7 separate regions of the Mus musculus genome follow, and regions 2, 3, 4, 5, 6 and 7 are each linked to region 1. Evidence: chromatin contacts called from public promoter capture Hi-C and targeted proximity ligation data. All regions are on one chromosome and are shown on one strand. The core of a region is the stretch at or near the end of the contact, and the rest is flanking DNA. Distances in the headings are between cores, read along the strand shown. Region 1 holds the start of Mta2 (metastasis-associated gene family, member 2). Region 2 holds the start of Fermt3 (fermitin family member 3). Region 3 holds the start of Rab3il1 (RAB3A interacting protein (rabin3)-like 1). Region 4 holds the start of Tmem258 (transmembrane protein 258). Region 5 holds the start of Vps37c (vacuolar protein sorting 37C). Region 6 holds the start of Tmem138 (transmembrane protein 138). Region 7 holds the start of Naa40 (N(alpha)-acetyltransferase 40, NatD catalytic subunit).

Evidence for each region. Promoter capture Hi-C pulls out the DNA fragments that hold promoters and counts their contacts. Capture Hi-C pulls out chosen DNA fragments and counts their contacts.
Region 2: a promoter capture Hi-C map of pancreatic islet shows a contact between it and region 1. A contact is called at or near these places in 2 of 39 promoter capture datasets (the C10 cell line and cranial neural crest), 3 of 130 datasets of targeted methods (acute myeloid leukemia, large pre-B cells and microglia) and 1 of 9 other capture datasets (pancreatic islet).
Region 3: a contact with region 1 is called in a targeted proximity ligation map of embryonic stem cells, with 7 read pairs. A contact is called at or near these places in 2 of 39 promoter capture datasets (cranial neural crest and hippocampal neurons) and 4 of 130 datasets of targeted methods (embryonic stem cells, extraembryonic endoderm stem cells, large pre-B cells and 1 more).
Region 4: a contact with region 1 is called in a promoter capture Hi-C map of embryonic stem cells, with 3 times the contacts expected there. A contact is called at or near these places in 2 of 39 promoter capture datasets (cranial neural crest and embryonic stem cells) and 1 of 130 datasets of targeted methods (embryonic stem cells).
Region 5: a targeted proximity ligation map of pancreatic cancer cells shows a contact between it and region 1. A contact is called at or near these places in 3 of 39 promoter capture datasets (cranial neural crest, hippocampal neurons and liver) and 1 of 130 datasets of targeted methods (pancreatic cancer cells).
Region 6: a promoter capture Hi-C map of erythroid cells shows a contact between it and region 1, with 3 times the contacts expected there. A contact is called at or near these places in 5 of 39 promoter capture datasets (the 3T3-L1 cell line, cranial neural crest, erythroid cells and 2 more), 1 of 484 Hi-C or Micro-C datasets (B cells) and 3 of 9 other capture datasets (adipose tissue, liver and pancreatic islet).
Region 7: a contact with region 1 is called in a targeted proximity ligation map of pancreatic cancer cells. A contact is called at or near these places in 1 of 39 promoter capture datasets (embryonic stem cells) and 1 of 130 datasets of targeted methods (pancreatic cancer cells).

The regions. Positions count from the first base shown.
Region 1 is chr19:8,940,247-8,943,567 of GRCm38.p6, forward strand. Mta2 (metastasis-associated gene family, member 2) reads left to right here and starts at 1,674. Exons shown (of 18, transcript NM_011842.3): 1 at 1,674-2,136; 2 at 3,219-3,286. The coding sequence starts at 2,109. Eml3 (echinoderm microtubule associated protein like 3) reads left to right here. Exons shown (of 22, transcript NM_144872.1): 20 at 333-431; 21 at 657-787; 22 at 884-1,336. The coding sequence ends at 1,087. It overlaps Gm10353 (predicted gene 10353), which reads right to left and starts at 2,144. Exons shown (of 4, transcript NR_165499.1): 1 at 406-2,144.
Region 2 is chr19:7,018,165-7,021,522 of GRCm38.p6, forward strand. Fermt3 (fermitin family member 3) reads right to left here and starts at 1,305. Exons shown (of 15, transcript NM_153795.2): 1 at 1,114-1,305; 2 at 502-675. The coding sequence starts at 661. Stip1 (stress-induced phosphoprotein 1) reads right to left here. Exons shown (of 14, transcript NM_016737.2): 14 at 2,532-3,007. The coding sequence ends at 2,935.
Region 3 is chr19:10,016,769-10,020,061 of GRCm38.p6, forward strand. It overlaps Rab3il1 (RAB3A interacting protein (rabin3)-like 1), which reads left to right and starts at 1,426. Exons shown (of 10, transcript NM_144538.3): 1 at 1,426-1,591. The coding sequence starts at 1,581.
Region 4 is chr19:10,202,341-10,205,612 of GRCm38.p6, forward strand. Tmem258 (transmembrane protein 258) reads left to right here and starts at 1,862. Exons shown (of 4, transcript NM_026919.1): 1 at 1,862-1,924. The coding sequence starts at 1,922. Fen1 (flap structure specific endonuclease 1) reads right to left here and starts at 2,053. Exons shown (of 3, transcript NM_007999.6): 1 at 1,755-2,053; 2 at 1,348-1,679.
Region 5 is chr19:10,687,293-10,690,492 of GRCm38.p6, forward strand. Vps37c (vacuolar protein sorting 37C) reads left to right here and starts at 1,443. Exons shown (of 5, transcript NM_181403.3): 1 at 1,443-1,687.
Region 6 is chr19:10,575,738-10,579,225 of GRCm38.p6, forward strand. It overlaps Tmem138 (transmembrane protein 138), which reads right to left and starts at 1,649. Exons shown (of 5, transcript NM_028411.4): 1 at 1,347-1,649. It overlaps Cyb561a3 (cytochrome b561 family, member A3), which reads left to right and starts at 1,420. Exons shown (of 8, transcript NM_201351.2): 1 at 1,420-2,346; 2 at 3,245-3,337.
Region 7 is chr19:7,239,425-7,243,061 of GRCm38.p6, forward strand. It overlaps Naa40 (N(alpha)-acetyltransferase 40, NatD catalytic subunit), which reads right to left and starts at 1,798. Exons shown (of 8, transcript NM_027643.1): 1 at 1,514-1,798. The coding sequence starts at 1,519.

The DNA.
Region 1 (3,321 bases), core at 424-2,923:
GCAAGTGGGGGAGGGGCAGCTGATGAGAAACTGTTAGTGCTTTATCCAGAGGCTCTAGGCATGTCTAAGGCTACATTCTCTGTTTCTGAGACAGGGTTCCCTCTGTCACCTGCGTTTGTAGACCAGGGTGGCCCCCAACTCAGAGATCTGTCTGCCCCACTAGGACTGGGATTAAGGATCTGCACCATCATGCAGGCCTAACTTAAAGCCAAGCCAAGTCAGTGAGAACTTGGGAAGCACACAGTGGGGTTCATAGTGGACGCTATGCCTATGATCAGTTCATGTCGTCAAGTGAGGGAAGAATGACGGCTGAGTAGGCGATTTCCACCTAGGGGATGTGGCTGGAGGCTGCAAACTGCTGAGGAACCGCTATGAGAGCAGAGACCGGGAGTGGGCTACCTATACCTGTGTGCTGGGCTTCCACGTCTATGGTGAGCCAGGATCTGGAATCCGTTAGGAGGGCTGGGGAAACAAGGAAGAACCCATTCTGCCCTCAGAATCCTGGGCGTGTGCCACCTCGGGGTGGGGGTCATAGTGGCAAATCCAGGCTAGGAGGCCCCTTGGGATTGTCTGGAGCGCAGTGGCAACCTGAAGACCTGAAACACTGCAACTCTAGGTTGTGGTAGCAGCCTGACTCAGGCCACCTGTTGTGTTAGGTGTGTGGCCTGATGGCTCTGATGGGACAGACATCAACTCCCTTTGCCGCTCCCACAATGAACGGGTGGTGGCTGTGGCAGACGACTTCTGCAAAGTACACCTCTTTCAGTACCCATGTGCTCGAGCCAAGGTGAGGCTTCAGGGGACCATTGGGCCCAGGTGGGTAGGTTTGGTACCCTGCCATTGCTGCAACCAGTTGTTTTTTTTTTTTTTTTCTCTCATCTAGGCGCCAAGTCGTATGTACTCAGGCCATGGCAGCCATGTGACTAGTGTCCGGTTCACGCACGACGACTCATACCTTGTCTCCTTAGGTGGCAAGGATGCTAGCATCTTTCAGTGGCGAGTGCTGGGGGCAGGGAGCTCTGGGCCCGCTCCTGCCACACCATCTAGAACGCCCTCTCTGTCCCCTGCCTCCTCCCTGGACGTGTGATTGATGCTGGATGGTCTTGTCCCTCTGGTACTGTGGTCTGGCCCCACCCTGGCCAAAACCCCTAGGACCAAGGACAGTCTTTTCCTGTGCTGGCTTTTTCTTTGACTTCATACATTCCCAATTGCGCATTTTTCTGGAGGGGCTAACCACCCCACTGCACACAAAATAACAACAGACTTGCTGGCTGAGCCAGGCAACCCAGCTCCGACACCCTCTGCTCGGTGAGGGGCAATAAAAAGAAAAAAGTAACTGCCTGGTGCTTTTGTGCGGCGGGTCCCCTCAGGGGCCCAGTTGTGTTAGGATGAAAGAAAAAAGTGCAGGGCGGGAAGAGAAAAGGGAGTTCAGACCAAATATGCAAATAACAGGCAAAGCGGCTTGCAAATAACCTCAAGAAGAGTGAGGGCGCGCGCGCGCCTTTCGACGCCACTGCCGGGGAGCTGCTAGGACCCATAGTGCAAAGAGTTAATTCCGGCTCCTCACCGCCCTCAGGGGCGGGGTCGAGCTGCAACGGAAATAACCGAGCGCGAGGCCGCGGCTGAGCGAAAGGAGCCGAGTTCCTTCCGGAAGTGGCCGATCTGCGGGGTCTTGCTCTCCGACCTGAGCCGAGCGCTGGGCCTTGTTCTCCGGATCGGCCGAAGGTGTTCCGGAAGGAGGCGAACCCGGACGCGGGCAGGGCAAACCTTGCCAGCGGTTGGCACCGCACGACGTCTGCTGGGACTCGGTGAGGACGCTAGGAGCTGGAACCTCACTCCGGTCAGGCAGGAATCGAGCTCGTTCCGGAAGAAGCCGAGTAGACCGGAGCTGGCCTCGGTGTCCCGGCGTGAGGCTATAGCAGTGTCGTCGTCGCGCGGGCAGTGATGAGCCGCGGCGGCTGAGCGAGCAGAGGTGCCGGCTGCTCGGGCCCCATCGACACTTCCGCGAAGCGTCAGCCACGCGCTGGGGGCTTCGTCTGGAGCTGAGCTTTGCCCCCGCGAGCCTCCGGGACCTCTTTGTGTGGCCGGAGGCGGCGGCGGGAACGGCCATGGCGGCTAACATGTACCGGGTGGGAGGTGAGTACCCTGAGCGGAAGAGGCTGAGGCCGGGATCAGGGAGACTCGGTGTCCGCAGGCGCGGGGGAGCCACATCTGGGGTCGTGTGGGCCGCGGCACCGACCGGAACCGGAATCAAGAGCCATGGTTCCGCGGCGGCGACGCTATCGGGCGCAGAGTCTACCGCAGAGGCTTACCTGCAGCCGTAACGGTGCTCTTGAGACCTGTGACTGGATCGCCGGGCTGGAAGTGGCCTTGGCTTTGGAAGGGGCCCGAGTGACCCACCGTCCGGCCAGCCGCGCTAGGGGCTAGGCGCGCAGGGGTTTTCTTTTCTGTGGCGGCTTGTGCGTTCGCGAAGGTGGGGCCTGAACAGTTTACTCAATTCTCCTATACAAGGATGCAACTTGAGTGCAAAGTTGTATGGACTCCAGGGAAATTCTTGTTCTTGTTTCTTAAGTCTCACTTTTGAGTGAAGATCTGACTTTAGAACTGGGTGTTGCAGGGGTAGGGGGTAAAAACTCATTTCCTTTTTCTTCTTTTTTCCTTGTTTCTTTTTAGACAAGGTTTATTCTCTGTGTAGTCTTGGCTGTCCTGGGACTCATACTGTAGACCAGGCTGTCCTCGAACTCAGAGATCCGCCTGCCTCTGCCTCCTGACTGCTGGAATTAAAGGTGTGTGACACCACTGCCTGGCAAAGTATTTCCATAATATCTCTTTTCCTTCCTTCCTTTTTTTTTTTTTTTTTTTTCTTTTTTTCTCTCTTCTCTTCCCCCACCCCCCATTTCCTTTTTGAGGCAGGTTTCCCCCTTGTTTCTTTTGAGACAAGGTTTCTCTGTGTAACCCTGGCTGTCCTGGAACTTGAGCTGTAGACTTGGCTGGCTTTGAACCAAGAGCCTGCTTTGGTCTCCCAGACTGCTGGGATTAAACGCATATGCCACCACTGTCCAGCTAATGACTAGTACTTATTTTCTTAACTCTCTCCTCTTGCTCATCTCCACTTCATCTCTATCTAGAATTTTGTCTCATTTTGGTCCACACAGAGCGACTTTTTCATCTGGGTGCCCTCTCCTCTGATCCTCTTGTTTCTTCCCCACCTCCTACAGATTACGTCTATTTTGAGAACTCCTCCAGCAATCCTTACCTGGTTAGACGGATTGAGGAGCTCAATAAGGTGAGTGGAGTTGGTTTTTTTTTTTTTTAATGATA
Region 2 (3,358 bases), core at 55-2,554, 1.9 Mb before region 1:
CGGCTCTGACTATCGGGGCTTTCCTGCCATCCTCCCAGGAAGTGATAACTCTCATTCTCTGCTGGTAAAGTTGATGAGAAGCCTCATGGGGCCTTCTGGGTGACTGATATCGCCCTAGCCTACTCTGCCGTAACTTCCTGTGGGGGCAGGGCCTCTCACCCACTGTCAGCAGCCTGCCAAGTGGTTTGCTGGGGAGGAAATTTAGGAGAGTAGGTGCCAGGTCCCCAGGAACCTCCTAGCCATCCCTCAGGAACATAATAAGCCTCGGCACAGGCAAGACACACAGGGGACCATGTTGTCTGTCTCTTGGAGACTAGACAGAACCAGTAGGAGCTGGAGGAAGTATGGAGAGGGGAAGTTGAAGAAATACCTTCTTTGGAACCAAATAATTAAAGACTGTTGCCTGAGTCACTGTGACAAGGTTATGAGTAGAGGCGAGAATGGCCTAGAAAAGCCAGGGAGAGCTGTCATGACTGGATACATAGGGTCACGGGGACTCACTGATTTCCTCCACGATCTTCAGAAGTACCCCACCAATGTGCGACTCCCCCGTGACTCGGAGTGTGACAGACTGGGCCTCAGGGTCCTCCTCGCCCACAAACACCCTCAGCTCCCAGGAAGAGTCGATATAGTCCCCGGAGGCTGTCTTCATACCCGCCATGGCTGCGGCTGTTTCTGCTGAGACAAGGTGAGTAGACAGTGGGCTGCCTAGAAATAAGCAGGAGTCCTAGGGTACCCTGGGTAGGTGGGTAGGCTTTGGGGACACTGGTACAGAGAGCTACTGTGATCCAGTCAATATAAAACCCTCTTACTATCCTAAGTGTTTGGGCTGAAGAGACAGTTCCTTAGAGTCCACGTTGTCCTGCCAATTCAGGTTTCACAGGTGGGGACACCAAGGCCCAATACTCATTGTAAAGTACCCTGCTAGGTACCAGAACAGGTCAACTCTCCTACTCACAGTTCTGCCAGGCCCACCTATCTCAGAAACAAGTCCTGGCCCACAGCTCACAGCCAGTACTCTAACCCAAGCCTCTAGGGTGGTGGCAAGTGTGGCTGCTCTGCACAGAATGGCGGAGCAGGGGACAAGTGAGTCCTCCTGGGTCTTTCACTTACCTAGCCTGCAACGGGCTGCAGCTGCAGGTGGCAGTGGGACACCTGTTACCCTGGTCTGGCCTGGTCCTGCTCAGTTGCTTCCTTCAGAGGTCAGCCTGTAGTGGCCTTATCATGAAAGTTGTACTAGTCCCTCCCCAGGGCGGGCTGTTGCTGGGTACAGGAAGCACACTGCCAGCACGCAGAGGGCTCCACGGGGCCCTTGCTTTTGTTACCACAGGAAATGAGGGAAGAACAGTGCTGGGGTGACACCACAAAGTTCTCTTTACCCCACCCCCAGGCATCTACTGGTTGCACCTCCAGCCTGCTTTTTTCTTTTATTATTATTTTTTGTTGTTGTTCAAGACAGGGTTTCTCTGTATAGCCCTGGCTGTCTTGGAACTCACTCTGTAGACAAGGCTGGCCTCGAACTCAGAAATCCACCTGGCCCTGGTGGTGCTGGGTGCGCCACCACTGCCCGGCTCCAGCCTGCTCTTAGTGGGACTGTCTACAGTCAGCAGTGAAGTCCTTCCCACCTTTAAACAGGACTTGTTTCCAAACCTACCAGCCTTAAATCTGTCCAGTGACATGCTAGAGCCTCTCTGCCTCATAAAACCTCAATGTGATTTCCTCCAGGACCCTTTATCCCGTCTCTTTAGAGGGTTCTGGTGGTCCAACAGCCTCATGTCCATGCCAGGCACTGGGATGCAAATTGCTCTAAGGAACTGAGCAGGAACGTAGACTTTTCAGGGCAGCAGCCTACCATTAATGGACGTGGTTTTTTCTTTTTTCAGAAAGGGTTTCTGTGTAGCCTTGGCTGTCCCAGAACTCACTCTGCAGACCAGGCTGGCCTTGAACTCAGAGATCTGCCTGCTCTGCCCCAAGTGCTGGGATTAAGGGTATGTGCCAACCTCTCCTCCCAAGGTAAGGCTTTTTAAGTGTGACTAGGAGAGGCTGCTCTGAGGAGTCCTGGGGTTGGGACAGGAAGCTAGTTTAGGCTAACGTAAGACATAGTACAGCCTGGTGCTGGACTCAGCATCTTGCTAGCCCAGGAAGCAGTCTTTTGGGAGCAAATGAGGAAGTTCAGTGTTGGTCACAGTGTGGGAGGAAGATAGTGGTGTGGAGCTCAGGATTGGAGCAGCAGGAGCTGTTGTCAGTATTAGTCTCAGGCCTGCTTTCTGACCCACCTTGAGTCTAGGTTAGGTTCTAGTGTTGACCTAGCAGGTTCACTCTAAGACTGCACTGCACAGAACATCAACCCAAAGCTGATCAGAATGCAGGTAGGTCATCAGTTGTTGAGCGACACTTCCACCTAGTGGCCACCCTGACAAAGCAAACAGCTCACTCTTCAGCGACCTTTCTTTCAAGGCCATCAAGAAAAGGCTTTGTGTTGGCTTCCAATTCAGCACTACTGTGTCTTAAGAGAAGAAAGTCACTGGAGACCGTAGCAACATATAACCACGCCTGACTGGCTTCTTTATTGAGGAGGGACGTGGGTAAGAACAGGTGAAGACAGCTGGGACCCTAGGTTGGGAAGAACACCCTCCCCTCCCCGTATGCACCCACTGCCCCAAATAAAAAATAACCAACTATGGGGGAGCAGCCGAGACAGTGACGGGGAGGCTAGGACTGGGCAGGGAAGGACACTCGGATTGAGGGCAGCAGTGAAGAGACCATGCGTGTGCTGGGAGGGCCCGAGGTGGCGCTGGATGAGTCTGTCTTCCTTGTAGGCATGTATAAATATAAAGATAAGCCTTTCTTCTCCCCCCCTCTGCCCAGTGCTGCTCGCCACCTTCCCAGCTCGCCTTCCTCATTGGCGAAGGGAAGAGGGGGAAAAGCAAGTTATCACCGAATTGCGATGAGACCCACATCCATCAGCTTCTGGATCTTCTGCGCTATTACAGGATTCTTTAAGTGTCTAGGAGAAGAAGATACAGTTAACTGAACAAGTCTCCTTCCACCCAAGTTCCTCGGCTGCAGAGCATTCTCAAAGACCCTGCACATGCAAAAGTCCTTTTCACCAGACAGGACAGAAAGAACCTGCCTATGCTACTGTTTGTCTGCACAGCTGAAAGCCTAGCATAGTTGGCCTTCCCAACAGAAGCTTAGGCTATTAGACTAACAGAAAAAGCAAGCTCACAGGCTCTCTGTACCACCAGTATTTTCTGTTAAGATTGATAGGATTCAGGGCTAGAGATGGCCCAGTGGTTATTGATGGAGAGAGAACTCGGAGCACTTACTGCATCCACAGTGGCTCTCAACCCTCTGT
Region 3 (3,293 bases), core at 176-2,675, 1.1 Mb after region 1:
TGGGTCCTCTGTAAGTGCAATGCATACCCTTTCTGGCTGAGCCATCTCCAGCCTAACTCTTTTTCTGTGTTGTGTTGTGTTGTGTTGTTTGGGGGGGGGGGTTCTTTTGTTGTTGCAGGGTTTTATTTTGGTTTGTTTTTTTGGCTTTTTGAGACAGAGTTTTTCTGTGTAACAGTCCTAGCTGTCCTGGAACTCACATTGTAGAGCAGGCTGGCCTTGAACTCAGAGATCTTGCCTGTCTTTGCCTCCAGAATGCTGGGATTAAAGGTGTGTGCCACCACACCCTGGCTTTTCTGTTTTGAAAAGAGCCACTATTAGTTGGTGAAGATGGGTCCTAGGCAAGTCAAGGTTCTGGCAGTAGAGGTCCTTTAAAGCAGGTCTCCCATTCTCCTACCATTTACCATACTGGAATTCCATAAGCCAAGCGTGTGGTCGTAGTCACTGAGGGAGCTGAGGAGAAAGTATTAGTTCAGCCCAGAAGCTGGAGACCAATCTAGGTGGTACATGACCAACACCCTCAGAGAAGAGGGGGCTAAGGGAAAGGAGAGAGGGAGGCTGGGGTTCCAGCCTGGAGAATTTCTTCGTTTCACGTGGTCCTTAGCAGTTCAGAAGGGGCGGCTGTTGTGTAGATGGATGAGTGAAATGTGTTCTTACAAGCCCAGGGAGCACTGTAGACGCTGCCTGTGGGAGCTGGTCTAGCAGTACTCAAGGAGAGGTTGACTATGGGCTCTACTTATTGGATCCTGATCTGAGGCTGAACTTCATTCAGGTCAGTGGTTAGAGCCAGGATAAAAGGAGGGCATAGGAACTGAGGGACAGGTGACTAAGCTTTTTACAAATCTTTTTTTAAGTACCTGGGACAGACAGGTGCTAGCGAAGTTGGCAGAGACGTCTCCTGTGCTTAGGATGGCTTGAAAGGCAGGGACGAACAGAGTATTCAGAGATGCAAGAGGAGGGACCTGGAAGTAGAGCTGGTAAGATTGGGCCAAGGTAGCGCTCTCTTAGCTTAAACTGCTCAACGAATGATAACTTGTTCAGGGTCTGCCCCGCCCCCTTCCCAGAAGCCCAGTGTCAATCAGGGATTGATGCCATCTAAGAGCTCCAGAGACCGGTAACAGGGCTAGAAGTCTGAATGAGGGTACAGGAGCTGTTTGTCCACTTTGAGTGACAATCTGAGCGAGAAACAGAGCTGAGACCACCCCCGAGAGCCATTGTAGGTTCTCAAACAAGGGTGGACCAAAAGTGCAAGGCAGAAAGTGATAGGGAAAGGCGGAGGCCAGCTCTGGATGCAAGATGATGGAACCAGTCCCGTTCACTCTGGCGGGTCATTGTCCCCAGGCAGCAAGAGGGACAGGGCTGGGCCGGCAAAGGGGCGGGACCGGGCACGTGGCCTGGGGCCCGCCTCTCAGACACGTGACCCGCCCAGGGCAGGGGAAGGGCTCCGGTGGGGCGGAGCCGCAAACCCAGGGCGGCCAGCGGGACAGACTGGCGGTGGAGCGATTGACAGGCGGCAGGGCAGCTCTGGGGCCCCCGGCAGAGTTGGCGGCGCGCGAGGACGCGGCTACGGCGGAGACGCTGGGATGTGGAGCGGGTAGGTCCCTGCACGCCGGTGGCTCTGCGCTCCGTCTGGGCCGTGCTGGCCTCCTGGGATGGGTGAACAGGGGCTCACTGCTGTTGTTTGCACCCCACTTGGGAGATAATCTGTACTCTCAGCCCTGCCTGCAGCAGCGAGGTGCATTGTAGCATGAGGACACACTGCAGCCCGAGAGCTGAAAGGACCTTGGCAGGACCGATCTGAGTTGCCCCAGGGTGAGAAGGGTGACCCCCTCCAACTCCTAGCTCCAGTGGAGTGCATGAGAGAAGTGGTAGTGGGGGTGGTGCATAGTAGTATGCATACCTCAAAAGTAAATCTGGGGCACGTATTTAAAGGAGAGCACACCCATGAACTCTGGAGAAGCAGTGCAGTTGAGAAAGCTAGCTGTGTCTCTCCAAGGTCCATCCCTAGCTAGTTGACTAGAACCTTCTGATTCAAGATGTGAGGTGGGTGGTACCTTCCCACAGTCTGGAGGGAGATAGGCACAGACCCTGAGTCCTGGGTGAACCCCTTTCCCACCCCTCATCCTCACTTCCATCTGTTAGGGCCATCGGTTCTTGAAGCTGACTCCTGTTCTTGGCCAGTCTAATAGGAGGAGACCTTGCTCCCTGTTCACATAGGTTGATGTTCTTTCTTGTCTAAATAGACAAACGCCTCCTCCTTCCAGGACTGCAAAGACTAGGTCTTGCGGTTGTTCCTGCTAAGGACTGTTTCAGGATAGGCAGAGGATAGGCGGAAGGAGGAGAGCCCTGGGGAGGGGAACAGGTGAGATCTATTTACTCTCACGGACCCCAGCTGATTGGAGTCGAAATGCTAGGGGAACCATGCAGCTTCGACACGGCCAGGGCACTAGAACTGAGCTCCTGTGGGGTGTGGGCTGGCTTGATCTTTTAGAGGGAGCAGAAGTCAGCCTGTGTTTCTTGGAGAGTTGCTCCAGGGAAGGAGGCTAGCTAGGCTTGGGAAGTGTTTTGGGTGGGTTCCTGGTGCCTGCCTCTGGTGGAGGCAATTGTGCTTGGAGGAATGCATGTGCCTGGGGCTGTGTGTTTGAGGAGCAGCCTGGTCTGAAGGAAGCTGTGAGCCTTTCTGCTGGGTGGACCGAGACAATTGCTGTATGGCCCTCAGGGTAACAACACCCCCTTCTCTGGGTTGGAGCCAGCTTGAGCACTTTGGGGGAGGAGGAGGGTCAGAGGAGATGTCAGGTGTCCTGTCTCTCTCTGTATTCCCAGGTCTCTCACTGAACCTGGAACTTGTTGAGCCAAGCTGGTGGCGAGTATATGCCAGTGATTCTCACGGTGCTGTGTCCCCTCGCAGTGCTGAGCTTGCTGGTGCATATGATGACCACACTGGGATCTGAACTTGGGTCCTCAGGCTTACACAGAGAGCCTTCTTACCCACTGAGCCGTCTTCCCAGCCCTTGGACATAGGGATCCGAGTCTGAGTGTCTAGAATGTTCTGGGGACTTAGGGGCCTTGGAGCACTCCACTCCCTGCAGAAGGTGAGAGGGACCATGCTCCGGGTCATGTCAGCTCTAAGAGGTATATCCTAGGAGGTATGTATCCTAGCCCAGGAAAGCTTGGAGCCCGGCCATTCTGGGGTTTCTGGAGGTTGGCTTCCTACTGTAAATTGAACTGAGCTATGGTGTTTTGTTTATGGCAGAGTCCTAAATGGCGATAAGCAGAAGTGACTGGGCCCTGTAGGA
Region 4 (3,272 bases), core at 612-3,111, 1.3 Mb after region 1:
ATTAATGTGTTAAATGTACAATAAAAGGATTTTCTAATATGCAATTTATTAAGGTTATCTTGCTCGCCCAATGTTAGTGTGTCCACACCATAAGAAAGTCCTGTCAAGGGCTGGTGAGATGGCTCAGTGGGTAAGAGCACCCGACTGCTCTTCCGAAGGTCCAGAGTTCAAATCCCAGCAACCACATGGTGGCTCACAACCATCTGTAACGAGATCTGATTCCCTCTTCTGGAGTGTCTGAAGACAGCTACAATGTACTTACATATAATAAATAAATAAATCTTAAAAAAAAAAAAAAAAAAAAAAAAAGAAAGTCCTGTCAATTGTTCTAATTTGTTCCCAGTCTTACTTCACTGTGTCTTTTCTGAAGCCCAAGTGGCCCTGTATAGTCCCCTTCCTTCCTGACTACAAACACCTCAGCACACGTTACTTGTATAGCACAGAAGCCTAGTGAAGAGGCCTGCTTCTCTCTTTGGTCTTCTTCCTGCCCTCCTTCCTTACTTCTTCCTGGTTCGTATTACTGTGGTTCCTCTAAGAATACAAGCAGCAAAAACTCAGTCTTAAGGCTAAAGACTGTAGCTCTCCCTGGTACAGTGGCTTGCCTAGCATGCATGGAGTCCCATGTTGAATCCTCAGACCAGAAATCAAATAAAAAACTCATCCTTGAATCTGGTATTCTGTGTGTGGGTATAACAATGGGGACTGAGCTAGAGCCCTCACTCCTGCTAGCAAGTGCTCTACATCTTCAAGATTGTGTAACACAAGTCACTTCTGAGTTGTTAAATAAGAATGAATAACCATTTCTGCCTTGCAGAACCGGTCAACCAAAAACCCAGATGGAATACACACATCACCAGATGCCGTGCCATGTTCCCTAGTCAACCATATGGTTCACACCTCACTTACTACGTTGCTAGAATGAATACAGGCTATTACCACCCATCATGTCACACAGAGGGAAACCTGTTCTGTCCTGATAGTCTCAGTCCCGCCTCCACAGGACCTTCCAGATAGCAAAGCCTTAAATGAAATGGCTGCAGGCAGGATAAAAACACACCTAGTTCCCCTGCTCCCCACTCCCCAGAGGCCTACTGATTAATCACCGTATTAACTGGGCCCCACTGTTCTACGGAGTCTTCCAGACTTCCCTTCACCAGAAATGTCCTTGGGGCTTTTCCAACACCTGCCTCAGTCAGAAATACAAGAAAGCACTGTCTCTGGATGTCAGCAGAACATGAACCCATTTCCTTATTAAAGGCACAGAACTTCCCCGCTCCATACTCCTCACAAGGGCCCTAGGATGAACACGCTCTGGTCTCTGAGTCCTCACTGGAAGGAGGGTACTACCTTCTTCCTACCGGCGAAGAGGAATGTTCGGAGCAGAGCGAATGGCCCAAGCCCGGGCTGCCCGGTGCTGTTCCCGCGGCTCTGCCGCTTTCAGAGACGCTTCCGCGAGACCTCACCCCGTCTCGAGTGCACGAGCCTTAAGCAGCTAGCAGTGGTTTGGAGTCCACAGCGTTCTCTGGACAGTCCCGAGCCCGTTCTTTCAGTATCGTTCCCAGCTTCGCCGCCTTCCAAAGCCCGCGCTCTCGTCACGTGATCTGCCAGGCGCGAACAGCCTCCTGGGAAATGTAGTGTATGCCCCACCAGGTCCGATAGCAGCTTTCATAGTGGGCGTTCTTTCTGGGGAAAAAATGAATTAAAACCTAAACTTCACACCACCCTTTCCCACAGTCCGACTCCATGCTACTCACAGCAGGTCCGCATAGTCCTAGTTCCCGTTACTCCTGAGAACATGGGACTACAAGTCCCACAATGCCACGCGCAAGGGACCACATCCTTTTCCTGTTGCTCAGTGCGCTTGCTCCTGCCGACGTGTTCTTCCGGTGGCGGATCGGTGGTTTATCCTGTGCGGGGCAAAATGGTGAGATGATGGGAGTTAACGGACAGTGCTGTGGCCAGGACCTAGGGCTCTTGTGTGCCCGGTCCTCACCGCGTTCTTCCGCGGAGGCCTCAGTATGGAGTGCCCGGTGGGTGGGACGCCGCTGAAACTCTAGTTTGAGTTAGGGACGGGAAAGCAAGCCCCTTACCGTGTATTCCTCAGGCTGAGGTTTCCATCACAATGTGCTTATGATGTTGTTGACTATAATTCTGAAGGTCACAGGGTGCACTTTGAAAACCTTCGCGTTTTTATTTTTCTTTCTTATGATCAGTTATCTCTATCTGGAAGGATTCCCTTGCTGAAATCTTACTTATCCCGCAAGGCCCTTGTATAAATACCATTTCCTGGTAAAACACTTGTAACTCTCATAGGTACTTGTCTTGTCTTCTGGGAGCTCTCAGTCTGTACACACCTCTTGCCACGTTTCCTGGACTTCTTTTTTTTAATCTGCCACGCCTCCTAGTGACCACCATCTGACGTGCATCTAGTTCTGGGATGATGTCTATTCGTCTTTGTATTCCTGTTGCCCAACACTGGGCCTGCATTTGGAGGTTCCATAAATGGCAGCGATTGTCCTTGGCTCTTTTAGGGGGGAAGGGGGACATAATTGTTTACTGAATTGAATTCCTGTGTCTCCTAGAACAATGGGCTCAGTCTACTTCTCTGGAGTTGTTATGTTCTGGACTTTAGAAACATTGGCAAGAAAGTGACAATGGAAGTTAACATTTGTACAGAACTTTACGTTTATAGCCCTTTCACAGGGATTATCTCATCGTCTTCTCTGCAACTTTAGGAAGGAAACAAATACCTATTGAGCAGTTACTCTGTGCCGGGCAGTAAACTAGATGTGTCAACATTCATCTTTCTCCAATCATGCATCAGCCCTGTGACACAAACAGTGTTATAACTACTTAACTCAGACTGAGGATTCAGTAGGGCCAGAATTATCCCAATTGTCTTCTGCCAGGAGATCCCCGTGGCTCCCCCCTAAGGCAATGAAAAGCAGTACTCCTACATTAGAATTTGAGCTGTCTGTACTAGTGTAGGCTCCGGCTTCCTGTACAAATTAACGGCTTAGAGTCTGGACACAGATCCAAAAGCAGTGGGAATTGTGGGCAAGCGTTTTTCTTTAGGTGTCTTCCCCCAGACAGATCCATGACTTACATAGTGATCATTAGCTAGAAACCCCTAAGAGCCATTATCCTCTGACTCTTAGCTGCTCTTATCTCACTGAAAGTGGCTGCTGCCATTCTTTGTTGTTATTGTTGTTTGTTTTATTTCCCAGTGTTGGGGATCACACTTAAGACTTCATGCATGCTAGGCAAATGTT
Region 5 (3,200 bases), core at 193-2,692, 1.7 Mb after region 1:
AGGCACAGCTGTCGTCTGTCCTGATTCCTTTTGTAGTAGCTGTGCTAGAGGTAGGGGAGAGTGTGTGTGTGCAGGGCCTGGGTTGTGTCTCCAGCACAGCATAACACTGTGCACTTGCCAGGTAGAGGTGAGAGCTTACTCTTGACTACTTTGAGAGTTCTAGGACAGCACAGGGGACTTGAGACCTGAGTACCCAGGGACCCCATGAGGTAGTAAAGGGGAGGGAGTTCTGACCAATGGGGACAATGATGATCATTTTAGATCTAGAATATGAAATAGAAAAAGTGGGAGATCTTGATGAAATTCGATGACCCAAAAGAGAAACTTACAAGATGGAAGTCCCCCCTCAAAAATAAATAAATAAATAAATAAATAAAATTGCAACTCTGTTGACTGATTAGAACTTCTTGATTGTGGAAAGCTGGGATGTTACAGGGTCCAATTAACTGATAATTATTGTTATTCTCCTTAATAAATGTTGCTCACTTCTGTGCCTTACCTCATATCAATGTGATTATCGGGTAAACCTTTTGGGATGCACTAACTCAGCAGACCCCAAAGCTAAAATGTAATCAAATAGCACCTCAGACCCAAACAGAGATTTTCCCTAATTTCTCATTACCCACTGGCCTGATGGTCCCAGCAATGTATTTGTAAAATGCCTTGGGGTAGCCTTATTCTGTTACTGTACAGACTTCACAAAAGCACTTTTACATTGGAACATGTTATTTAAGGCAACCTGAACCTGTGTCCCATGTCATGGTCACTCTTTCTTGGCTCTCTCCTTCTCTTTGAGGTGAGATCCATTTTGGGTGGACAGAAGTCAGAGTCAAGTGAAGGTGGAGGCCTCTGACACTGAGCCTGGTATCACTTAGGGCCTTTGGACTTCTCGTTGTATGACCCAGCAATTACCATTTTGAAGAGGCCAATTTGTGCTGGTCTCTGCCACTAGCAACAAAAGTTCTAATGTATAACAAAGGGTGGCAGGGTTTTCTTAGGCTGGAAGCTAATCTAACCACTGCAGCCAAAGTGGAATGGCGTTCACCTCTCAGGGCTGGTTTGTTTCCATCCCTTCCTGAGGCTTGTCACTCTGGGCGAGTGAGGATGGATCAAGTCTGACGCTTACACACTCATCTACAGACGAGTAAGAGCAATCTACGGTCCTGACAAAGGGTGATTTTTTAGGAAAGCTCAGAGCTGTTAGCAGTGTCTGAAGGGGACTCAGGACCGCAGCCATTCTAGTCCTGAGGCCAAACTATAAAAAGGAGTGTGCGCAGCAGGCCGGGGATACCGTGGTGCAATAAGAGCCCATCTGGAGCCTCCCTTTGGAAGTTCCACGCTTGTCTCAGGATATTCAGAGCAAACGAAGGGACGCCTGCAAGTCTGCGCAGGCGTACTCGCAATGGGCGGAGTCCTACGGCGGGGGCGGGGCTAGGGGTGGTGCCTTCCCCCGCGCGGGCGGGGCCGAGTGGCCTTCCGCGGGTGTGGCGCCTGAAGCCACCAGCGTCTGAGTGCAGGTATCGTGGCCACCCCTAGGCCTACAAGGCAGGACACTCGGGGCGCGGCGGAGGGGCAGTGCGGCTCGTTCTCAGCTGGACGCGGGAGTAAGTCACATCCGGTAGAGGCGGGGCTCGTGGATCCCGGAAGTGCGGGCAGCGGCTGATTGCCCGCGGTAGCGGCGGCCCCGGTAGGTGAGCGCCGCTGGGGAAGGTCTCGGGCGGCGGCGGGCAGCGGCCTACCGTGCCGGGGGCGTTGCCGGCGAACTCAGAGATGGGTTTCCTGGCCGAAGCCGGCGATTGGGCGCGATGGGCGCGTGACTCCCCGCGGGCCTGCGCCCCTGCAGTGGGGTGGGAGGGATGGACGGTGGGAGGCTGTCCTCGCCGGTCGCCTCAGCCCCGCCCCCTCCCACCTATCCGCTAACGCCACGCAACCCTTCACCCTCTGTAGGAGTACCTTGTGGCCTTTGTGTCATTAAGAGCCTCTTTGCCCCTTGTACGGATTGGGAAACTGAGGCCTGTGTGTATTCTGACTTGCCCCTGCGATATAGTGGAGTTAGAGGGACTCTGGCCTTTGTCTTGCTGGCCTGTATCATTCCCCAGGTTAGCAATAGGTAAGGGTTCTTCCCCTTTCTTCTGGACCCCGACTTGAACTGTCCAGCATGGCTGAGCCATCCTTACTTCTGGGCCTTCCAGGTGTATGGTCCCAGCATGTGCCTGGTTCTGCTTTGTTTCTCCCCTCACAGCCGTTTAGGGGTGTTCTTTCACTTTTTTTTGGTGGGCCAAGACATTCCCAGAGATGTGTTTGAGTTACTGGTAGAGTGGACTATCATCAGGGTCACATTTCTTGAGTCCAGCCTATACCTTGTCAATCAGATTTGGGCTAGCCACCTTGAGCCAAGAAACTTCACGGATACCAGGGCTCCTTCATCGCTCCCTGCATATTTTCCAGGTGTCTCTACCAATAGCGTGCCACTCCACATTCAGTGACTGTCAGTCCTGCAGCTAGAAATGGTGGTGATAGAGGGACTTAGAAGGGAAAGACTCTTCTTTGCTTGGGGCCCAGGGAGGGCCCTGATCTGGGGATTGTGGAACTGAGGGCTGCTGGGTGAAATGGTGGACTCTGAAATGAGTCTTTGTTCTTGGCAGTCATAGTGCCCAGAAAAAAAAAAAAGCCTTTTTCGTAAGATTGTCTTGGAAATCTGGCCCAGTGCCTTTGTAATTTCCATTAAGTAGAAAACATGATGGAGTGCTTCAGTGGGGCTGTTTTCTGTTGCTGTTTTGCCAAGCAGTAGTTCTGATTGCTTGTGTGGCTGTCCTTGCTGGGTACTGTTTTGGGGGTGTTTTACACTGGTTACTGGATATAGAGAACACCTCTGAGTGACTGGTGACCCGTTTACAGAATTGGCTACTATCAACCAATGAGTGGCTGTTAGATTTTTTTTTTTTAACAAAGCAAATGAGTCTTTAACTCTAATACTGCCTTCCAGACGCCTCAGTTGCCCTAATATGTTGGAGCTTAAGAATTATCTGCGGTCATTCTGGTTGAAAATGCAGAGCCCCCATCTCTGGAGAGTCTTGTGATGTTAGCTGGCTGGCGCCCCAGGAGTTTGTTTTTAACACATACACTGACTGGGTGATTCCGGTCTTAATGCATATTTGTAGATTTGCTGGGCCACTGGAGCTTGAGGTGGTCACTCAAGA
Region 6 (3,488 bases), core at 399-2,898, 1.6 Mb after region 1:
CTTGGGTTATGAGAGCCAAGATTCTTCACCAAACAAGACAAACCCAAACCCATCCCAACTCCACCCCACTGCACCATAACTTGTCATTCATTCTAGAGACTCATTAACAGCAAATTTTTCTCCATGTCTGGATCCTTCTTAATGCATGGCGCTTTTTTTTTTTTTTTTGGAACCAGATCTTGCTATGTAGCCCAAGCTCATCTTAACTTCTTGATCCTCCTGCCCTGATCCTCAGGGTAAACCCTGAGAGCCTGTTCTACAGGAATTTACCCACACCTGACAAATACACAACTCTAACCAAGAATATTTAGGGTTACTACAGAGCAGTGACAGCCTGGTCACATAATAGTAGTAATGGTAGTAAATAAAACCCTTATATATTTCATGCAACACTCTAGGAACTGTTTCAATCACAGATGTTATTAAAATCTTATAATAACCTCATAAGGTAGAAAATCAATTCTTATTTCCCTCAATTCCTAGATGAGAAAACTGAGGCTCAGCAAAGGTAACTAATTAGACCAAGATTCCACAGCTGGTAGGTGGCAGAGTGGTATTCTAAGAGGCACTATACAACCAGCCTATTTCATAATTTATAGAGTGCTATCTAAGTAGGTGAGAAATATGTCCTCATAGAAATGGACAGTGTCACATACAGAAGGAGTTGAGAAGACAAAGTACTCTCCTAGAGGAACTTTATAAAGGTTATGACAGAAACACTGAGGCAGCAAGTGAGGGGAGCATATTTATAACTTTACTTGATCCCTGGACTTGAAAAGCAGCCATTTTAGTGCATATAACCCTCATTTTGCAAAGGTTCTGAGGGGTCCGGAACCCGTCCACCTTCCGCGGTGGAAAAGCCCCGTGGTTTTCTTTTCTTTTCTTTCTCTCTCTCTCTCTCTCTCTCTCTCTCTCTCTCTCTTTAAATATATGAATGTAACTTCTCTGGGCTTGAGTTTTCACACAATATCTCTCTAGGTACCAGCGCCATGATAATCTTGTTAACCAAGAGAATTTACTTTAATCCTCATAACAATCTGCAAGGTAGGAAAGAATTATCCCCTGGCTATAGGCAAGGACGCATAAATAGAGTCATTTCCTCCAGCTCGCAAATGAGTAGAGTCAAACGCACCACTTGGTAAGGCTCTACCAAGGGCATCCGTTAGGCAGAAACGCCCCTCGCTCTGGCTACGCGGTCGAGCACCCTCCAGTTTAACACGGTTTTCCTCACCAGTCCCAATCCGCTCACAGACCGAAAGGCCTCGGCAAAAGACTCATAGCAAAAGCAATAGCAACACAAAATTCTGACTTCCAGCCACTCTATGATCCCCAGCATCTACACGCACCTCAAGGAACCGACGTCGGTTGTCATGGGAACACTCGCTCGGCTTCCGGAAGCTGGCTTTAAATTCCGGAAGTAGATTGCTAATTGCCCGCCATGTTAGGGTCTTTGCTTTCTCAGGCTCTCCCTGTGACCGGTTCTTCTATCTTGCCTCGCTGAGGGCCGACCCTAGCGTGAGGTTGTTAACCCCAGCATTTCACCTGTCTCTGGACGGGGTCTGTGGTTAGAGACAAGGCTGATAGGACGCAGCGCTCCTAGGAATCGGACCGCTCAGGAACGCGCCCCTTAGCTTGCAAACCCCATTTCCCAGACGCCCCAGCTCACCCCCGGAAGTGGCCGAGCCTATAAAAATCTCACTTAGCGCCCTCTGTAGCGGATGCCGTGGTCTGCAGACTTGCTGGAAAGTCAGTTCTCCGAGGTTCAAGAGGAGCCTAGGGAGTGGCAGCTCTCGCTGACCGGCGGGTCCCAGAGACCTGCCCCCAAGGTGTCCCACTGTGTGGCTAAGGGTGGGATAGAACCCGGGCTGGGAGAGCCGGGTTATGGGTTCCAGTGGTGGTTCCGCCGCTTCCTTGCTTCGCTCTGTCTTACCTCGGCGTTCAGCCTATTTTTCCTCGTAAGAATTGGACACTTTTCCGTGCCCCTTCCATACCGCAGGTGGTGTTCGTAGAGGCTCTCACGCTTTTCAAAAGGCGTCTCATCTAAGACTTGCTAGAACCAACCTGACTAAAGGAGTCACCGTCATACCCCCCTTGCACCTGGAGTAAATCTGACTGTCCGAAGGACGAAGGACCGGTCTGTGAGCACTTGTGCTAAGGTGGACTTTATTCACACTCCTGAGTGGAATATTATTTGTCACTCACTCCTGAGTCCTGCCGTTTGGAGGGGCTGCCTTTGGAAATGAGTTCTGGGAACTGAACACAGGAACTGGGTGCCTGTACCAGGCTTGCCATTTGCCTGACCGAGTTACTCTTCTTTGGATCCCGGCGCTGCAGTACTTTTGAATTGTAAGATGCAGGTTTATAGGATTTGCACTCTAAATCTGGTCCCCAGAATTCTTAGTGTCCCTCCGTCTTTGAGGAGGAAACAACTAACTCTGCCCTTTGGTCTTTTTGTTTGTAGCTCTAACTTCTAAAAGTAACTGTGTTTGGAGTACAGCCTTTTCCTGAGAGTAATGGAAGGTTCACTTCTTAACCCAGGGACTGATTCTGTTTTAGCTCAGCCTATGAGAATCCTTTAGCCAGTGAATTGAGGAAAACATTAAATAGAGGTTCGGTACACTTCTTAAATCAAGGTAGATAAACTACACCCCATACATCTAACCCTGAGTGGCTTTTACATATTTAAACTATTGGGGCAGAGGGATCATATTGTGTGAAATGTGAAAATCATGTAAAACTTAGACATCAGTGTCTGTGGTGTTAACGAGGCACAGCCATGCTCATTTGTTGAGATACCCTTCCTGGCTACTCTTATATTACACCAGCCAAGAATGAATATAGTTGTGACAGAGGCTTCAAGCCCAAACAGCCTAAAGAGTCTGTGGACTCCCTCCTTGAGCATGGGGCTCAGCCAAGCAAGGACAGGAGACCCGGCAGTGGTGAGCATGTCTGGTGTCTTAGTACAAACTGCTCTCTCAGTGCAAGTGAGAGCGTAGTCTCAGCCTTTGCCTGCGTTCTTTTCCTTGCTTTTGCTATTTTAGGAAAAGAGAGGGCTTATTTGTGAACTGTAGACAGCAATGTAACTAACTTTCCGGCCTTCTGTCAGAAAAGTGTCCCATCTGTTCTAAGCCTGTGGCAAAGTGCTAGTCCAGGACTTGTAACTGGAGTGATGCGGGTTGGTTTGGAATGTTTTGCCTTTCCTTTTCATCAAATGTGTCTGTATGTGAATGTTATGTGTATGCAGGTTCCTGTGAAGGCCAGAAGTAGGTATTTGGTCCCTTGGAGCTGTGAGCTGATGTAGGTGCTGGGAACTCAGCTGTGGTGTGCTGCAAGACCAGTATGTACTCTCTTAACTTCTTAATGGCCAAGCCTTCCACCCCCACACCCCTGCCTTTATTTTTATTTTTTATTTTTTGGCTAGGGTCTTATTTAGCCTGGGCTTATGCTCAACTACAAACATGTAGCAGAGGTTGGCCTTGAACTTCTGA
Region 7 (3,637 bases), core at 548-3,047, 1.7 Mb before region 1:
TTTAGCTTCAACAACAGCAGGGGCCTGCAACTGCTCACTAAAATTGAAGTTAAATATGCCAAAGTCTCTCAGCCTTGATTTTCTTCATATTGAATAAAAATTACTGTCTGAACTATGACAAATGCTTTGGAAGGTTTTGAGGTTTTTGTGAAGACTGAACTCAGGGCCTCACATATGTTAAGCATACACTCTACTACGGAGCTATGTAACCCCAGGCCCCTCAAGTTTTGTTTTGACATTGATCCCAAAATAAGTGTTTTGTCACAAGCTAGACTACTTTTGTCTAATAAGCTGATTTGTTTGTGAGAGAGGGAAAAAAAAAAATCTAGGTTAGTGACAGTAGGGACAAACCCAAAGGAATAAAAATAGCACCAATCTATTTTAGATCACTGAAGTGAGGCTGAGAATATAAGCAAAATAGCAGCTACTGCTTAAAGGCACCTAGTGGGCTATTTACATCCATTTTCTCATTTAATCTTCATCACTATCCTAAGAGGAGGTCACGTGCATCGCACAAATAGGAATAAAACCAAGCCAGGCCTCATCACCTGCAGGGTCATGCCACTAGCCGTTAAAGATGGGGCTGCCACTGAGGCACATCTAGTTTCAAAGTCAGGACTCGCTAAAAGTGTTGCAAATTCCACACGAACCCTATGATCAGAGAGTTACATTTTTAGGAGGGTGCTTTTGCCCAACCCTAGATCTGCATATCCCAGGAAAGGCCATGGAAATGCATCTTCTTGCTGTCAGACCATAACAGGTGGTTACTATACATCCAGGCTGGGACTATAACCAGCCCATCCCCCCTACTCATCTGTACACCTCCACCCCCTCTTCCATTGCAAGCCACCTGCAGTAACAAGACTAAGAACAATCCAACTTCTAAGATCCATTTTACTGCAGCCAGAAGCTGAACGGGCATGCCTGTGTGGTAAGGAAGACTACGTTTCATCTGAAGCAGGAAGAAGCTGGTAGCAGACGGTTCAAAAGTGTAGGGGAACTGGCTGGGCAGAGACTTGAGCAGTGGGAAGCAGATTCCATCGAGACTCCGGAGTCACCGGATGGGGTCCAGCGCCCAAGCCATATCAATGTGACCTTGGCCATACGCCTTCTTGCCTCCCTGCCTCAGTTCCCTACAAGTTCGGGTAGCAGGAAACCGCTAGGACCGTGACAGCCAGATGATGGGTGTCTTCAAGGAGCAAGGGGCTAATATCAGGGACGCAGCAGGGGCTCGGGAGTGGGGAGGCCTTCTAGGGGGTCAGAGAGGCAGGAAGGGGCACGAAGAGAACGGAGTGGGGGGCGGGGGGGAGAAGAGGGCTCCCAGAGAATTTCTGGGCTAGGCTCAACGCCGGGACCTTTACAACGAGGCGTGGGGAACTCTTGTCAAGTGGGGGCCGGGGGTCACGTGAGACTGTAAGGGGTCAGGGTCACGTGAGGGGGTTCACGAAACAATGAGGACGCAGAGGGTGAACGGCAGCTGTGGACTTCCCATTACTTCTCCAGCCTCACTTACCCCCATGGTGGCGGCGGCGGCGACGGCGGCGGCCCTCGGCTCCCCTCTCGCACTTGCCCGTAGGGAGGTGGCAACGGCGGAACCCGAGCGACAGCGAAGCGGCCGGCCGCGCACTACGCATGCGTCTCACAAATCCCCCGCGCGTCCTAGAGGGCCCCGCGCCGGCGCAGAACCGGACCAGAGTGGGCGGCGAGCGCGAAGGCGCGCAGGTGGAACGGTTGCCGTGCGCGCGGAAGGCCTGAGAACAGAAAGGCGGGAGGCGCGGCAGAGCGTCGCGCTAGGAATGACGCGCACGCGCCGGCCCCGCCCCCTCGACGGTCCGCGTCTGTAACTATGGCAACGACCACGCGGAGCGGAAGGGCGCGCGCCGGCCTGGAGCAAGCTAGCCTCGGAGCCACTTGGTGGGCGGTGGTGCGGGCTGCCTTCGCTGAGGCGCGCAGGCACAGCCAAAAGTCTGGAAGCATTCTGACTTCTAGAAGCTGACCCTTGGCATGCCTTTTCTAACAAGTCCTGTTATACCCATTCATCCTTCTCAACATTCGTTCACACGGCATTAACATGCACATACATTGTGCTGAACCCAGAGGATACAGAAGTTTGTGTCCTAAAGGAGCTTGTAACTCCTGTGTAACTAAAGACCTCAGGTGTTCTGGGTCCTATTTTTTTCAGTTTGAGCAGACATCTGGGTAGTGTGACCTCCACATGACCTGCATGGGAATCACCTAGGGAGATAGAGCAGTTTGCAAACCCTTGGGACTAACCCTGAAATCTGGGGTGGAGGCGGGAATCAAAATCTTAGCTTTCTTGGTTTTTTTTTGTTTGGTTGGTTGGTTTTTGTTGTTGTTGTTGTTTTTGTTTTGCTTGGTTTGGCTTAGGTTGGCCTCCTTGACCCTGCCAGCCCTGTACTGAGGGTCAAATTCATGGTTTCACACATGATAGAGTTCTGTCATTGAGCTACAACCCCTACTCCAGAGTCTCTATTAGCGCGGGCACACACACACACAAAATTAGAACGCCCTGGCTCCAGTCTTAAATTTAAAATTTTCAGATTTTAATCATTATCCTACGTTTATTGCTCAGAGAAGTTGTAGCCCTGGCAACGTGCAGCGAGTGCCTACTGCAGTGGTAGGCACTGTTTCAGGCAGCAAAGAAAACAATACCAAGCTGAGTGTGGTGGCTCCTACCTGTGATCCAAGTACTATGGAAGCAGAGGTTGGAGGACCATGGGGCTTGAGAGACAGCTCAGAGGTTAAGAGCAATGGCTACCCATCTAAAAGAACCAGGTTCCTAGGACTCATGGCAGCTTAGAACTATATATAACTCCAGGTACAAGGGATCTAACACAGTCACACAGACACAGTCAGGCGATCCCAGCATTTGGGAGGCAGAGGCAAGTGGATCTCATTAGTTTGAGGCCAGCTTGGTCTATAGACCAAGTTCCAGGACAGCCAGGGCTACGCAGAGAAATCCTAGCTTGAAAGACCTAAATAAATAAAATCTCAAAAAATTTAAAAAAGAAAAGAGAGAGAGAGAGAAGGAAAGAAATAGTATCAAACAGGAAAAAGATCTGCTGGTATTTTCTAGAAAGGAGATAATAAGCCAGTTAAATAAATAATAAAAGAATAGTATGTGCCCTGGGTACCATGAAGGAAAAGAAAGCCTGTCAGGAAAGGATTTATAATTGTATCTAGGATGCTTGGGGAAGATAACACGAGGTGGTGGTAGTTGAGCCAAGATCTTTAGGGAGTCAGAGAGCAAGTCATGAAGCTACCTGGGAGCAGGGCAGGGCATTCCAGGAGGGGGGGTGGTGTCAAACAGTCCCTGACTTTCCCTGCAGGTGGGAATGCTGTTAGTTGGCACTCCTAGCATTAAGTACAGTGTGGCCAGGGCAAATGGGACCTGCAGGAGCAGGATATGAAGTGGACTCAGGCAGGTAAGAAGCGTTTCTTTTGCAGCTCATAGACTTGCAGAGACTTGGGGATTTAGACCACTGCTGGAAACTGAGTGGAGGGGCCACCAGCTGGTTTAGGTGTTCTGAGGCCCACTGGGCTGCTGATTCGACAAGGAGATATATAGTAGAGGTAAGGTTACAGGAAGAGGAGTCAGGCAAAGAGTGAGATGCCA